Linked DNA regions of Oryctolagus cuniculus: region 2 is linked to region 1. The links are chromatin contacts, called in public Hi-C maps. All regions are on one chromosome and are shown on one strand. Each heading gives the region's core, a stretch centred on a gene start, on an enhancer-like site or on the middle of the called end of the contact. The rest is flanking DNA. Distances are from core to core; before and after follow the strand shown.

Region 1 (5,410 bases), core at 1,636-4,135:
GTCCCATGGCTGAAGCGTGGTGCTTGGTCCTTTCTCTGTTTCGCATCGGTTCCAAATGCTCCCAGAAGAGCCTGTCGTCCCTGTGCCTAGAACTGCTCGGTGATGGAGCTGCCGTGGCAGCCAGGGGCCTGTGCCATCATCTGGAAGGTCCCCACCCGAGGCCTGGCTCCTGAAGGCAGGGCAGAGCACACAGCACATAGGGTCGGCTTTCTCCCGGGGAGTGGGGCCTCGGCTCGCGCGTGCATCCGTGCCGCGTGTCTCTTGCCTCCACGCTGCAGAACTCTGAGTGAGCACCATGAGGACGGAAGCAGAGCATTTGGAAGGAGGGAAACGTTTTTGTGTGGTTAAGGTGCCCACGTGTGGCCACGCCAGCAGCACACAGAGGTTTGCCGATGGTGGTGCTGAGTTCTCTGGGCCTACTCTGTCGTCTTTCCAACCACAAATGCGCTCTGTGTCCTGAGCCCACCTGCTTCCCTGTAATGCACAGGTAATGAGTACACAGGAAGCAAGGGAAAAGATTGCCTATTGACAGAAATGACCAAAGAAAACTGTTATTTTGGTGTTTCCACGTAATGCATTTCCTGCAATCCTAATTAGTGTGATGAGAAAACTCATTGCCAAGATATTGTGTGGTGTTTGCTTAAGCTTCATTCTAAAATGGTGAGGCTTGGGAGAGTTGGCCCGAAGTGTTTACTTTATGTGTACAGAGATATTCTGGTGCCAGCGGGGCAGAAGAGATGGTGCAAATTGCTATTCAGTTATAATTAAACCGAGGTCGCATTCAAGCCCATTAAGCAACAGCCTCAAATCCTTTTAATTAATAGGTTCACACTGGTTGGTCTGAAGGAGCTAATTAAATTTTTTTCCCCAAGATTTTCTGTTAAATAGATGAGCATTGTGCCTCATGCATTAACTGCAGAGTTGTTCTTTGCAATGTAGTGGTGATGAAGGGATCAGCACTTCGTGGTAGGCCCTGATGTTGAGAGGTCGGGATGCACTGTGGACTGCCATACAGAACCCAGCTGCATCTTCTAGCACCTGTCTTCTCACAGAGTCGCAGATCTGGATGCCCTGTGCCTTCCCATTCCCCACTGCAGCCTGAGCAAGCTCATCTCATTTCTCCTAGATGGCCCACGCATCCTCGCCAAGGTCAGAGAAAAAGCAGAACCTAGAGATCGAAAGTCTCAAGGGTGATAAACCTGGGTCCTTCATTTTTAATCAAGCAGGAATGTCTAGGAGCTGGCTCTCTGCACCATTTCGTCCTGTGCCTTCTGCTGCTGGCAGTCCCAACCCCCACCTCTGAGCCACAAGCCCCACCCCAGCTAGTGCTCCTAAGCTGGCCTTGACAGTCTCCTTTCTGTTTGCTGAATGAGTAAGATGGAAAGTGTGAGCCTGGGGATGGTGTAGAGATTGGCCCTTGTCTGCAGCCCCTGGGCCCCTGCGGCCATGCTCTCCCTCACCCATGTGGTCTCTGCAGCTGCTTTCTCCCAAGGGGAGGGCGCCCAGGCAGCAGGTGGAGCTCTGCTGGCCCCTCTCCCCAGCTCCCTCCCCTAGGAGTACTGCAAGCAGTGAGAGCCAAGGTTTGCAAGAAAAGCAAGGCACTTCCTCCCAACGCCCAGAAATATGAGCCTCCTGCCCTGTATCAAAGTTAACGGAGGATCTAAGAGGACAGTTTTTTGCCCTAGAATTTCCCTAGCGACTATGTAACCCTCCAAGGTTTCAGCCATGGCATGCTGCATCCTCATGTGTGCCCGGGAAGCCTTAATTTCAAATAATCATTCTGTGAAAGAAGCTGCGAAGATGGCCGAGCAGGGAGGGGAGAAACACCCCCAGCCATATTCAGCCGGGCAGATGTCGCACTAGGAGCCACATCTCAGCGCTGGCCCCATGGTGTTCTGCACACCAGGGCGGGAGGAAGCCACAGCCTTGGAGCCCACTTGGCCTTTGTCCCTTGATGAGCTTCTGGGGACTGGAGCAATTTTGGAACTGGTTCCTTGGCGTGTATGGGACAAGCTCACAATGGATTTGTTCATTCATTCTTAAATGAATATGAAGGAATCATAAAGACTTATTTCCGTATGTATTCAAAAGGCAGAATAAGAGATCTTGACTCCCTCAGGGCCCGCCAGCAGTGTGATAGGTGCCCTCTGCGAGGCATTTCTGGGAGATGCTATTTCAATTTTGGACCCAGGAATGAGCGCCCGCCAGGCTGCAGCTCTTCCGCTTTGTCACAGCAGCTCTGGCTGCTATAGCCGCCGTGGCCCGGACTTGGAACGCGTGTTTCTGCTGCCATCTGTCGCCTGCCGTGGGGAAGGCACACCGTTTGCAACCCCAGGGAGGGAAGCAGCCTGGCAGGGGGAGCAGCTCTGCACCCGTTCCCCCACCGCCACCCTCCCCCGCACTGGACAGGGCGTGCTGGTGGCCCCTAGAGAAGAGCCCGCTGTGAAAACCTGCGTTTCCCGCCCTACCATCATCATTTGACTGCAGTCGCATTTGAACTGCAATCAAACCACCCAGTGACCTCTCTGTGCCTCCGCCCACAGCCCTGAAAGGGCCCTTGTTCCCTTGGCTCAGTGAAGAAAGCTTCTGTTTAGTTAAGCGCGTGTTTTTCCAGTCCTGTCTCCCGGTGAGGTACAGAAAGATGATTGTTGGGTCTTGCTTTTTGTTGTTGTCTTTTTCTTTTAACCCCTGACCTCCCTCCCCCTCCCCACCCCTCCCCCACCTCCTCACTTTCTTAGCGAAGAAGGAAAGTGCGGGAAGCTGCGCAGTTTGGATCTGAGAACCCCCCGTGATGCTTTTCAGATCCCGGTCTGAGCCGACTTCTCTACAGGGCCTGGGACCCTTCCAGCGTGTCTGAGGCACGCACAGGGAGGCCTCAGCAGAGCCCCCTGCGAGCCAGGGATGCCAGTCCTGACTGATGTGTTTATGTGCTGTGTGTTTTCTGTCCTACAGTTGTTTGTTGGACTTGGGTTCCCTTATGAGGGCCCGGCTCCCTTGGAGGCCATTGCAAATGGATGTGCTTTTCTGAACCCCAAGTTCAACCCGCCCAAAAGCAGCAAAAACACAGACTTTTTCATCGGCAAGCCGACGCTGAGAGAGGTAAGCATCTTTGGGAAGTCGTTCTCTGTGCAGTTACACGGATGGTGGCTATTTATGGAATGCTGCTATGTTCCTTGGTATCTGTGGGGCATTGGTTCCAGCTCTCCCCACTGCCCCCCAAATCTGCGGATGCTCGAGGCCCTTGCATAAAACAGCACAGACCCTGTGCATATCCTCTGTATGCTTTATTTTTTAAAGAAGCTTTATTTTATCTATTTGAAAGAATTAGAGAGGTCTTCCATCTCTTGGTTCACTCCCCAAGTGGCTGCAACTGCTGGAACTGGGCCATTCAAAAGCCAGGAGCTGGGAGCTTCTGGGTCTCCCATTTGGGTACAAGGGCCCAAGGACCTGGACCATCTGCTGATATCCCAGGTGCATTAGCAGGGAGCTGGATCAGAAGTGGAGCATCCGGGACTCGAACTGGCACACATATGGGATGGCAGCACTGCAGGCCTTGCTTTAACCCACTGAGCCACAGCCAGCGCTGGCCCTCACGTATACTTTAAGTCATCTGTAGATTACTTAAAATACTGAGTATAAGTGTTTGTATAGAACTATTGTAGAGTGTTTAGGGAGTAGTGACAAGCAAAGCTGTACATGTTCAGAGATGCAGTTTTTTCCAAATGTTTTCAGTTTGTGCCTGATTGAGTCTGCGGGTGACAGACCCATGGACTGGAGGCTGACACTCTTATTAACTTTATTCAACATGGTGAGGTGGGAGGCGGGGCATTTGGCGTGGCCTTGAGGCTCAGAGAGATGAATGACTTGGTGGTATCACCTTATACATTGGTGCCTGGCCAGGATTTGAGCCTACATCTGACTTCACGAAGTAAGGCCAAGTCTATCTTAAGGTGAACACGGACATTCTAGCCTTCTGGTTATGATGGAACTCTGATCTTGTGCATGGCTATAATGTAAGTAATAAGGAAATCAACACAGTTATTTGGAGGAGAATCTTCTGTCCTTGATAGGCTGTGAAGGGTAAAAGGCTCAAAGAGTTTTCAAGGGACCATCGCCCTGAAAGACGTGCCGTGGGTTGCTGCCGTGACCTGCCTGAATGTTAGCTCACCGTCAGCAAGCGCCATCCTGTGCAGCAGCCCTGCCCAGCAGGAAGCACGAACAGAGGACTCCTTTGAATTGCCTTCAGAGCTCTCCTGAAAATCCGCAATGGGTGATGGATCGCCAGGGTGGTTGGATTGGATTCAGGGCTGTAAGCAAAGGTCATTAACAACAGAGTGTGAGTGGTCAAGCAGATGTTCCCGTGTCTGGTCAGACACAAGTATGTGCAGGAAGCTGTGGCTGATTTCCTTGAGATTTCTGTGTGGTTAGTGAGTGGTGCTAAAAGCTGCGTGTGCACAGGAAGTCAAAGCAGCGTCCCGGTCACTCAGGGCCTTGCACTGGGGGGCGTTACCCTTATGGGCAGCCTGCCCATGATGTGACAGCAGCACAGAAGGAATGTTTGGGAGGCATACCTTCCCCAAGTCTGCTGCTTTAAACCCTTCACTTTCCCCGATTCTGTCTCCCAAAGAGCACATGCAATGAATTTTCAGTAAGTACTCTGTAGAGATGACTCAGATCTCTCCAGTTCATGGAATTGATTACGTTGGGAGTTCTTTTCTCTGACCCTTCCTGTCCTTCATGAAATGGCAACAAGAGACATAGGAAGGGCAAAGAGATGCGTAGGTGACCTCACAAAGGTTAACCTGGGGCCCAGGTAAACTGCTGACGTGGGCCCCTTGTTTGCTTGCTTGCTTTTTCCTGCAGCTGGTCGCATACATTTGAATTCTTTATTTCAATGAGTGGTTTCTTCTTGCGAGGTCAGTTGGTTCATTCATTCCTTAGCAATACGTATGCACACCTGGGTGCAGGTCCTAGGGTGCAGAGATCAGGACCAGCCAGCCGTTGAAGGGCTCACTCTTTGGAAAGATTTAAAAACCACCTCCCCCGAGCTGAGAACATCTCAGTGTAGGAGTCGATGCTTTAGTGGGTGATGACTTCTTCGGAGTTTGGGATAAAAATGGACTAACAAAATGATCCCTAGGGTTTTTTGTTTTGACAAGTAAAAGTTGTGTGTGTGTGTGTGTGTATAGTATAATAACTTGATATTTTGATATCAAGAAACTGAACATTGCAGTGAAGCAAACTGACACCCCGTCACCTTACACAGATGCCGTTTTTGGCGTAGTGAGAACACTGAAGACCTGCCATCTTGGCGGATTGCAAGTGTACACTGCAGTATTGTTAGCCCGAACTCACTCATCTTAGATAGCTACAACTTTGTAATATTTGACTATTTTAGATTCTGCATACA
Region 2 (5,410 bases), core at 2,088-4,587, 530 kb before region 1:
AAGTTCAGTAAACACAGACTCAGGATAAAATAGAAAAAAAAAAAGGTGCACCAGGTTAAACAGTGCCCCCCAAAATGCCAAGCCCTCCACCCTGGAACTGGTAAATACAACTTGTTTGGACAAAGGCTCTTTGCAGAGATGGTTAAGGATTTGGAGATCAGGCAATTGCCTTGGATTGGCCCCTGGGTGCTAAATTCCATTACAGGTCCCCCTAAGAGAGGGCCAAAGGGCTGCATACAGAGGAGAGCGACAGGAGACTCCAGAGGCAGAGACTGGAGCCTCAGGGTCACAAGCCCTCCACCACCTGGTGCTGCCAGAAGCTGGGAGAGGCAAGGACTGGAGGTTCCCTAGAGGCCCTGGAGGGGCGCGGCCCTGCCCGAGCTCTGTCCTCAGCTCTCCGGCCTCCCCTCGGCACCCTGGGAGAAAACGCTCCCAGTGCTCCCAGCCACCCAGTCTGTGGGCACTGGGGACAGGAGCCCAAGGAATCTAAGATGCAGACGGCAGGAAGATTCGCCATTCGGTCTGACGGTCACCCCACCTTCCCCTAAGGAACCTTTGGCATCAGCCTTCCCATAACCTTAGCCTCCCTCGGCTGTTCACTGACCTCACCTACCTGTCTCCTCTCCTTCCATGCAGGCCAGGGCTCCAGCAGCACAGATCCTCCCGCCAACTCTGCCCTCCTTTTCCACATTCCTGTACCAGACACACACCCTTTTCTCACCTACGCTTTTGCACTCAGATGAAGTCCATGCACACAGATGGGAAAAAAATTGAATATCTACCCCCTGAATGCTTTGTTCAGTGCCAGACTCGAGGCACAGACTTGAAGGCATAAAAGGTGATTGGCAACTAGTTGTTAACTGAATAATAACTTTGAATAGACCATGATTACTCTAACAATCATTAGCAAGTAAGTTCCTATTGTATGCCATGCACTCTACAGGTACACCAAGTAATTAGAATAATACTAATACCCATGACAACAAATGAGCTGTCACTCTGCCAGGAGCTGTGTTTTCCATGTATTATTATTATTATTATTATTTATTTTATTTTATTTTATTTTTTGACAGGCAGAGTGGACAGTGAGAGAGAGAGACAGAGAGAAAGGTCTTCCTTTGCCGTTGATTCACCCTCCAATGGCTGCCGCAGCCAGCGCGCTGCAGCTAGCGCACTGCACTGATCCGAAGCCAGGAGCCAGGTGCTTCTCCTGGTCTCCCATGGGGTGCAGGGCCCAAGCACTTGGGCCATCCTCCACTGCACTCCCTGGCCACAGCAGAGAGCTAGCCTGGAAGGGGGGCAACCGGGACAGAATCCGGCGCCCCGACTGGGACTAACCCGGTGTGCCGGTGCAGCAAGGCAGAGGATTAGCCTAGTGAGCCACGGCGCCGGCCTCCATGTATTATTTTATATGTAAAATTGCTATTTTATTTGATCCTCACAATATTATTATTATTATTATATCCTTTTTATGGACAAATAAGCCAGGCTGGGAGACATTAAGTAATGCACTTGGTGTCACCCAGTGAGCAAGCTTTAGAGTCCAAGTTCAAGTTGAAGCCCAAATCAGAGAGCCTTAAAAAAAAAAAAAAACAACTATGTTCTAATAGAGTCTTCGGAGGGAAATCCTTCAAACTCTTCTACCTGGTCACGTCCTTGAACACTGTGTTAAGGTACCTCAGTTTTCCAAATGTGTGGGGTCTTCTTTAAGCACAATGAGTCCAGCTTTGCCAGCAAGATGGCCCAGTCACAACTCGATGTCCTGAAGTCAACCTAATTGGCCACTGGGTGGCACCAGAAAAGTGTGTCTGAGAAACAAAAGGCTGCAAGTGCGAGCGGTTTCCAGTGCTCAGGTGTTCCTGAAAGTGAGCAGCACAAACAGGGAGGCAGCAACGCCCACCCGGAAGGAGACAAGCCAAGCCAAGCCCAGGTTCAAAGAAACAGATTGGAAAATACATTTGCTCAGGTGTCTACTGCTCAGAGAGAGAGATGGCAGCAAATCCACATTTGTCTTTCAGTTAAAAAACACACACACACAATCCTAAGTAATGCAGACTATTTAAATACATCTGTTTAGGAGCACACAGAAATCCCGTGGGTGCCACAAGAAATGAAAAATTACAGGCACAACAACTCCCTCACCCCACCCCGTGAGGATGCCCAAACACCTTATCAAGTCCTCGTGGAGACGGCAGCTCTTAAATGATTCAGCTGCCGCTTAGCCCCAATGCATAGCAACAGCCAGAATTACGCTATAATTAACAGCACAGGCAGAGCAAAGGGAACTTGGAAAATATTTCATTTCACATCTCAAAGGAGTTATAGATATTCTTCCTCGTGAATGAGGACATTGTCAAATTATTTATCTAGATCCAGCTGCGAATGCTCCCTGGTGTAAAATACCTAGATTATGCTGTGCTTAGTAGGAGGAAACGGAGCTCACCGGGCAGCTATATTCTGCCGGCTGGGGACCAGGCTGGGGTGCAGTGGCTAAGTTCTGCACGACCGCCACTCTGAGTGTGGTCTGCAGGGTGCTGCGCAGGCGGGAGCTACCAAGGGCCTTCAAAAATTTTGCAGACAAATGGAATTAAAAGATACGTTTACTTTGGTGCAAAACATAACTTTGAAATCCACCATAGTTTCTTCACAGTACATGTTTTTCTGGAACTTTTTGAAGACACCTCAGATACATACAATTCAACTATTTTTGTACAAAAATAAAATCGTATTTTAGTTCCATTTTCCATAAACTGCAAAATATTTATTTGAGAGACAGGGAGACAACTCCAAATTCCTGTAAGAGCCAGGGCTGCACCAGGCTGATACAAGGAGCCAGGAATGCAATCCAAGTCTCCCATGTGGGTGTCGAGAACCCAATGACTTGAACTATCACTGCTGTCTCCGAGGCTGTGCGTTAGCAGGAAGCGTGGGCTCAGGCACTGCGGCTTCACCTGTGTGTAAACCACTGGGCCCAAAGTCTGTCCCTCCATAACCCTGAAATGCTCTCATTTGGGCTATTGTTCCACCAGGAGACAGATACAGGAAGTGACAGGGAGCAAGAGAAAGGTATGTAGCAAGTTGACATGGTGATGCTAGCCAAGGCTGTGATCAGCTCAGCCTAGCCGAACCTGCAGGGATGTGGCAAACCAGCTATCGAGTCATTTGTGGCAAGGGTTGTGCCAAACTAGTCCAATACAGTAAGCACAGTCAAAGAGACTGGAGATTCATCAGACTTGCCTCCGCCCTGAGCAGTTGGGATGCACTGTCCTAGGGACCGAAGGCAGAGTGCTCTGATCTTGTCCATCCAGTTCCCTAGCCTTGACAGGCAGTGCCTAGGAGTCAAGAGTGTGGGCTAGGTTTACAAGGAGAACTCAATCTAATCTCCTCTCTTCAGCTGTGTTGCCTTAGGCACGCTGCCTAACCTTTGGTTTTCTTAGTACTAAAATGTGGCTAATGATATTTACTTTACAGAGAGGTTGGGAGAATGATATGAAACAGAGTAGGTGTGATAAAACTGAGCACTCACATGGTTTCCACGCCTTCTCTCTCTTCCTCCCTCCCCCAAACAATACTCTTCTTTGGAGGGCTTTTCCAAATAAAGCCTTTCCATCCTCAGAAAACAAGGCAGACTGGGCAGCAAGAAGAAAATGGAGGGTTTCCAGTGTGTCCCAGCAGCAGGTTGTTGGCATGTGGAAGCTGGAGATGGGCAAACCAGAGGTAGACAATTCTCAGCCATTGGTTTGGAGAGCATTTTTGGCTTTCTCTGGGTGGTTCTGTTATGGGAAAACCACGGCGGAGAAATTATTGTTACCTCGGTTTTTTGTCTCACATGGAAGAAGAATTTCCAGGCGGAAGGCAAAGAGATTTAAAAGTATTTATCAGAATCAAGGACCTCGGCCGGCGCCGCTGCTCACTAGGCTAATCCTCCGCCTTGTGGCGCCGGCACACCGGGTTCTAGTCCTGGTCGGGGCGCCAGATTCTTTCCCAGTTGCCCCTCTTTCAGGCCAGCTCTCTGCTGTGGCCTGGGAAGGCAGTGGAGGATGGCCCAAGTGCTTGGGCCCTGCACCCCATGGGAGACCAGGATAAGTACCTGGCTCCTGCCATCGGATCAGCGCGGTGCGCCGGCTGCAGCGGTGGCCATTGGAGGGTGAACCAACGGCAAAAGGAAGACCTTTGTCTCTCTCTCTCACTGTCCACTCTGCCTGTCAAAAAAAAAAATTACTTATTTATTTGAAAGTCAGAGATATGCAGAGAGATAAAGAGACAGAATAGATCATCTATCTGCTGGTTCATTCCCCAAATGGCCCCGCTAGCTGGGACTGGTCCAATCCTAAGTTAGGAGCCAGGAGTTTCCTCTGGGTCTCTTGGGTGCAGAAACCCAAGCACTTGGGCCATCCTCTACTGCTTTCTCAGGTGCATTAGCAGGGAGCTGGATGGGAAGTAGAGTGGTAGGGACTGGAACTGGCACCCACATGGGATGCCGGTATTGCAGGCAGCAGCTTTAGTTGCTTTGCCACAATGCCAGCCCCTGGTGGGTGTTTGACACAGCAGTCACAATGCCTCCTGGGACATTCATATCCCGTACCAGAGTGCCTGGGTCAAGAACAGGATCCACTTATGACTGTAGCTTCCTCCCTAACCTGGGAGATGGCAGGTGATGGCTGAAGTACTTGGGTCCTTGCCACTCATGTGGGAGATCAGATGGAGTTTCTGGCCCAGCCTTGCCTGTTTTAAGGAACTTAAAGAGTAGACCAGGAGCTTGGATTGTGGCATAGTGGGTTGAGCGGGCACTGAAATACCAGTATCCCATATGGGCACTGGTTTGAGTCCTGGCTGCTCCATTTCTCCATTTCTGATCCAGTTCCTTGCTAATGCACCTGAGAAAGCAGTGGGAAATGGCCCAAGTAGTTGGAATCCTGTACCTATGTGGGAGACTCAGAAGAAGCTTCTGGCTTGTGGTTTTGGCCTGGCCCATGCCCTGCCATTTGTGCCATTTGGGGAGTGAACCAGCAGAGAGATGATCTCACTATCTCTCCTTCTCTCTCTGTTTCAAATAAATAAACTCTGCCTTTGAAATAAATAAAATATATCTTTCTTTAAAAAAAAAAAGAGTGATCCAGCAGATGAAAGATCTCTACTTCTGCCTTTCAAATAGAATAAGGAAGCAACTATTGCTTTGAGACCCACTTCTAATGCTTTCATGCTATTTAACAAACCACTAATGTCACCCATCAGGAAGCACCTCTGACATGCTCTAGGCTAATTGGCAAAGCAGCTGAGGTTAAGAGAGACCCTGGTAACAGAAGTTCACTCCAGCCTTCTGTGGCCACATCTTGATTAGAGTACTGAGCACTCCTGAGAGTTCTGGCCACGCCAAAATACGGCTGCACTTGAACTGAGACTTCACTAG

Evidence for each region. Hi-C and Micro-C count contacts between places; a contact is called where the count stands out from the background.
Region 2: a contact with region 1 is called in a Hi-C map of skin fibroblasts, with 4 times the contacts expected there. The contact joins two enhancer-like sites. A contact is called at or near these places in 4 of 6 Hi-C or Micro-C datasets (ear pinna, embryonic fibroblasts, skin fibroblasts and 1 more).

The regions. Positions count from the first base shown.
Region 1 is chr3:109,172,001-109,177,410 of mOryCun1.1, reverse strand. It overlaps MGAT5 (alpha-1,6-mannosylglycoprotein 6-beta-N-acetylglucosaminyltransferase), which reads left to right. Exons shown (of 17, transcript XM_051849614.2): 13 at 2,953-3,099. Among named protein-coding and RNA genes, the nearest start is that of TMEM163, 310 kb to the right of the region's middle. Within about 2 kb of position 2,885, at least 1 of the 8 cell types and tissues checked has an H3K27ac peak or open chromatin away from gene starts, as enhancers often do.
Region 2 is chr3:109,699,393-109,704,802 of mOryCun1.1, reverse strand. No RefSeq gene overlaps it. Among named protein-coding and RNA genes, the nearest start is that of NCKAP5, 150 kb to the left of the region's middle. Within about 2 kb of position 3,337, at least 1 of the 8 cell types and tissues checked has an H3K27ac peak or open chromatin away from gene starts, as enhancers often do.